Linked DNA regions of Mus musculus: region 1 is linked to region 2. Evidence: chromatin contacts called from public Hi-C data. All regions are on one chromosome and are shown on one strand. Each heading gives the region's core, a stretch centred on a gene start, on an enhancer-like site or on the middle of the called end of the contact. The rest is flanking DNA. Distances are from core to core; before and after follow the strand shown. Region 1 has its middle 18 kb from the start of Gm30871. Region 2 has its middle 47 kb from the start of Gm30713.

Evidence for each region. A called contact is a pair of places that touch in the nucleus more often than the background predicts.
Region 1: a Hi-C map of the N1E-115 cell line shows a contact between it and region 2, with 8 times the contacts expected there. The contact joins two enhancer-like sites. A contact is called at or near these places in 2 of 484 Hi-C or Micro-C datasets (the HL-1 cell line and the N1E-115 cell line) and 1 of 9 other capture datasets (embryonic stem cells).

Annotation. Positions count from the first base shown.
Region 1 is chr8:125,647,577-125,650,276 of GRCm38.p6, reverse strand. No RefSeq gene overlaps it. Among named protein-coding and RNA genes, the nearest start is that of Gm30871, 18 kb to the left of the region's middle. Within about 2 kb of position 1,271, at least 41 of the 459 cell types and tissues checked have an H3K27ac peak or open chromatin away from gene starts, as enhancers often do. A contact at or near this core is called in the N1E-115 cell line, where this site is marked.
Region 2 is chr8:125,337,144-125,339,843 of GRCm38.p6, reverse strand. No RefSeq gene overlaps it. Among named protein-coding and RNA genes, the nearest start is that of Gm30713, 47 kb to the left of the region's middle. Within about 2 kb of position 1,428, at least 51 of the 459 cell types and tissues checked have an H3K27ac peak or open chromatin away from gene starts, as enhancers often do. A contact at or near this core is called in the N1E-115 cell line, where this site is marked.

The DNA.
Region 1 (2,700 bases), core at 22-2,521, 310 kb before region 2:
AGATCCAAGGTCCAGTGTCTTCTTTGGTCCCCTGGGCACCTGCACACACATTGCACATACCTACACAGATACACATACACACTATAAATCTAATAAAAACTGAAAATAACAAAGCGAAAGACCTGCAGAATCTCTGCTTTTCATTTTCAGTTTTATAGTGTTGGGCATCTCAAACAGTAACCTGGTTTCCAACACTGAGCCACACCCAGCTCGTTGGTATCTTTATTTGTTGTATTTACTTTGTCTTGGATTGTTTGTTTGTATGTTTGAGACAGGGTCTTATGTTAGCCCATGCTGGCCTTAACCTTGCCATGTAGCCTCAGAGTGGTCTTGAGCTTTTGATCCTCCTGTGCCTCATCCCCAGCACTGGGGTTACAGGTGTGCACCTCCACACCTGGTTTATGTGGTGCTGTGGGGATGGAGCCCAGGGTTTCCAGAATGCCAAGCAAGCTCATCGAAACAACATCCCCAACTCCTTGGTACCTTTTCAGTTAAAGATAGCAACAATATGCATGGAGCTGTGTTGGCTTTGTTGCATCAGTGAATGGGAAACCACAACATTTGACTTAGTGTGGCTGCCCGCAGATCTGATTAGGCACTCTTGCTGTCATCCCCCAAGACAAAAGAGCAGATCCGCACAGCCTGCCATCCGCTCCAGTTCCCATCATCTGACTACTTCCTCTTCCCAGCCTCTTCACTGTTTGAGTCATGGTGCATACTCACAGGACTTGTGCTTACCCCTGGGACATGCTGTCAGAGCTGTCACATTGTAGTGTTTTCTGTTTGTTCCACCTGAATCCCTGAATGCCTCCTCTCTGTCCTTCCTGGAATCTGCCAACTGGAGGTGTGTGGGGGAGCTAAATACCACTTCACATACCTGCATCCGTTCCTCAGAGCCTCACACATGTCCATCCCCAGAACCAGTTTCCTCATCTAAGCAAGGTACGCCTTTCATGCCCTTTCACAGGTATTGCGTATATGTGGTCAGCACTCTGGGTGTATTCTAAATGACTGTGGCTACAGCCGTTATTGCTCTTTACTCTGACAGCCTTTGCTCTCTGTAGGTTATGATCTTGTTCCCAGCGGGGTGAAGGGTAACAGGGGCAGGGAGAATGCTAATAAGAAACCCTTTGAAGCTGGGTGACTGCTAGTTGAAGGTGGGTGGCTCAGGAAACCCTGGAGCTGTGGACATGGTTTCAGTGGTGGGGATGGTAGCCAACGCTATCACTGCCTGTTTTTCAAGGTCTCTCTCTCTGTAAGAGCAAGCATGGTCCTGGCCCCCATGCTTCCTGTGATCACAGAGGTGGTGATGCACTGTGTTGAGCAGTACATACCTGCCCTGATGTCAGGTCTGTAGACAGCCTCCCCCACTGTCACCCCCTTCCCCCGCCACTATCACCTAATGCTTGTCATTTCAAATGGCTTTGCCTTGCTGAGCCCACCTCCTGAACTATGAGAACCTCAGGGACACTGGACTGCAGCCTTTGGAGAACCACACCATGCCAGAGCCAGCAACCACCACAGGCATTTCTAACAAGCCATTAGCCGTCTTTCCCAAAGGCTGCAGCAGGTGCAGAGACTTCTCAAGTGGTCCTGCCATAGCTGTTCTTGGCTGTAACAACAACAACAACAACAACAACAACAGCAGCAGCAGCAGCAACAACAACAACAACAAAAATGAGAAGTTAAACATGGAAATCACTCTGAAGAAAGGTCTAGAACCCTGAGTGCAAGCCCTCACTAAGATGTCTTCATGAACACTTGGAATCCTCCAAGCACACAGTCCTGACAGATGCCTCTCACTACCTCCATACAGCAGGAAGAGCTCGGTTCACCCTCCCTGCCCTTCATGGAGTTTGCAGAACGGACACAAACATTGGCCAAGCAGGAAGTGCCTGAAAACAGCTGGCCAGTATGCCATAGCCCCAGAAGAGCTCTGCTTGCTGATTGCCCAGGTTGGGGATTCCTATTAGAGCTCCTAAGGATGACTGGCGCTTCGGTGAGTCTACCTATGTGGCTGGTAGGTAGCTGGAGTCCTAAGTCAAAAGATGGTGTTCCTCCATTAAGGACAGAATAAGAGTTGGGATGGAATCCACCAAGAGAATCTGCTCTTGTTTCTAAATACTGAACATCGCAGGCAGGGTTTTGTAAAGTCTTATTTAACGAGACATCAAAAATAATCTTCTCTGCCTCATGTTGTAAGATTAAAAGAACAATACAAACATAGTGATACAATTCAAAAGCATGGAGGGATGCCAGATGTCTCTGAAATCCTGTTTTACAGTTAGTTATAGCAGTGAGTTCAGGTCTGGGGTTCTGGCTGTCGAGGAAACTCTAGCAGTATCTCAGCAACATGTCCACCTCTGCCACCACTAAGATACAAGATACAGCGTCCTCATTAGCCTTTCTCCTGACCCATGATCAGGAGCAGACATTCATTATGGTGGATCACCAGCAAAGTGCCTGGGCCCTGCCCCTGGCTTTGGAGCCTCATCCAAACATGGCAATCAGAGAGACTGGCTTTGACAAATCCACTTAAAGGTGGATTCAAGAATCAACATGTGGCTCACCAGAAGGGGTGAGAGTCTCAAGACACTTAATGTAGAGAGAAGATACTGAGTCATCACTGTTGTGAGAGTGTGTATGCCTACACCGTAACAGTCTAAACTAGTTCACACATGGTGCTCTTGAGCTGGGCCT
Region 2 (2,700 bases), core at 179-2,678:
TTGGATTAGTGCTGGCTAAGGGTTCTGTAGGTCAGCCAGGCCTATGTCATCAGAGAACAGAAAACAAGACAGTTATATTTCATACTTTAACCTAGCCACTCATGTCCATGGGAGATAGAGCCCTGTGGGTGGCAAGACTGTTTCATTCTTAAGACTGGTTGGAAATTTGCTGCAGTGAGTTCCATAGCTCCATGCTTCAGTTTCATGATGCCCACCACAGGCAGCTGGGAAAATGAATGCCAGCAGCCGCCTAATTAGATGACCCCAGCTAAGGAAGACAGGGCCTGTTACACAGAACACTCTCTCATACCCTCTGCCAGCTCCTGCTCACAGTGGAGTCTGTAATGCTCTGATTTCTACCTTTGAGTATCATAGAAGGGCAGAAAATAAAGGAAGAAATTGCTTATTTACCTGTTAACTTCTACTATAGATGGATCTTGGACACACGTAAGAATCTGACTCCAATCTAAATGTAAGAGGGGTGTCATGGGAAGGAGTGTTCTATCCATCATGAAGAGTTCCACGCAAACTGTTCAGCCCTCCTGGACTTCTGACCCTTCCACCCAAACCCAAAGGACAAAAAAACAGGAAAAGGGGCATGAAGTCTACACAGGAAAACACACATGAAGGCCACACAGGAAAACACACATGAAGACCACACAGGAAAACATACATGAAGACCACACAGGAAAACATACATGAAGACCACATAGGAAAACATACATGAAGGCAACACAGGAAAACACACATGAAATACACACAGGAAAACATACATGAAGGCTACACAGGGCTTTTTAAGGTCATGCTCAACAAACCACTGCAGGAGAATACTCAAGTTGATAAGGTTGCCTGACCCCATTTTTCTTACCTTTGTGTCACCATGACAGGAATACTTGACAAGAACAACTTAAGAGAGGGTTGTTTTAGCACATGGTCTCAGTCAACGATGGTGGGAGGGCATGGTAGAGGGAGCCTATGAATTTCTCACATCGTGGTGGACTGGGCGCAGTGGTCTGGGATTAGAGGCTGGGGAGAACTTTCTAAGGCCTGCCCTCAGTGACCTGCTTTTACCAGCCAGGCCCTACTTGGTGACCATCCCACAACCAGGATATTCAGCAAGAATTAACTCAGTTCTTAAAAAAATATTTCTGTGCGATGCAACTTTGCAATTGAGTTGTTGATTTTGTTTTTGAGACAGGCTTGCATGTAGCCCAGGCTGGCTTTTGACTTGCTAGGCAGCCAAGGCTGACCTTGAAAACCTGAGTGCCAGAGTCACAGGTGTGCACTCAGCTGGATTCATAGCGGTTATGTATAAAAACAGAATTGCAAAGTTCCTTGAAGTTTAACAAGAAGCTCCTGCCAACCTGCGGAACCTGCCTGAATGCGGGAAGAGGCTCCACCTCTGCCTCAGGGGGCAGTGGTCCTGCCCTGCCCTCCTCTGGCCAGTGAGCAGACTCCTCTTTCCTCCCAGACCTTACTTCTTGATGGTGGTACCGTTTGAATTCCAGCTCTGAGTCTGGCTTCCATGACCTTCAGACACGGACAGTGTGCTAAGGTGACACCCACTCAGAATGTCACCGAGAGGCTCCCTTCAGATGTGGAATTCTGAGATGAACTTCCAGTCCTGCCTTTGTGAACCACATGGGCAGTGTGATCCCAGGCTTATAAATTTTATAACACCCGCGAATGCTGGAGGAGACACATTTCAGAGATGGTTAAACAAGACCCTGAATTCCCTCGTGGACTATTTTTAAGGCTATCAATCTCTGTATTTGTCTCAGTTTACAGCCCTAATAGCCATTCTTTGCCTGTGTGCACACCCATAAATAAACCGAACGTAAAGGAGAAGGTAATTTAGATATAATGGAAGAAGCAACGCCTACACTGTCCATCTCGGGTGACTCAGCTCTTCCTCGCTGCCTATCACTTTTTGCGAGATCCTAGCTGCACTCCGTTCTGTAGACGTACTTTGCAGGCAGCAATCTGATTTCCAAAGGCTCCAGGAAAGACTCCCAGGATGGAAGATGAGTAGCTGAAGGAATTCTGAAATGCCAGAAGCCACAGCCCCAGAATGTACCCGGGAGCCCCGGGGGCGTTTGTGTACTGCAGCTAAACAAACACAAACGTAACAGCGCACACTTCCTACCACCCGGTTCTCCTCACATCAAAGTTTATTGATATGTTCAGAGGCCCAGATAGCGCGCAGATGCCCACATCAAAGGGCCCTGGTTGGAGCAGGCTTATCTGTCAGTTCCTAATTTCTGCAGTGCTTGCTCGCTAGTTCAGAGTGTCTGTTCTGTTTCTCTTTGTTATGCACAAGAATAATGTTGCAAGTTTGAATTATGAGACTGTCTCTTTGTTCACTTTGTTTTATCTCGATACATAGCTCCTGACCCAAAATATAGCTCTCTCTTCAGGAAGAGTAAGAGATAGATTAATCTCAAGCCAAATAGGTATGACTGTCCTTTTTGGCTTTCTGTTGCTGTGGTAAACACCATAACCAAAAGTAACAGGGAAGGTAAAGGTTTGTTTGGTTTACAGATAATAGAGTCCACTGTTATAGTTAGGGTTTCATTGCTGTGAAGAAACACTACGACCAAGGCAACTCTTATAAAGGACAACATTTAACTGGGGCTGGCCTACAGGTTCAGAGGTTCAGTCCATTATCATCATGATGGGAACCAAGGCAGCATCCAGGCA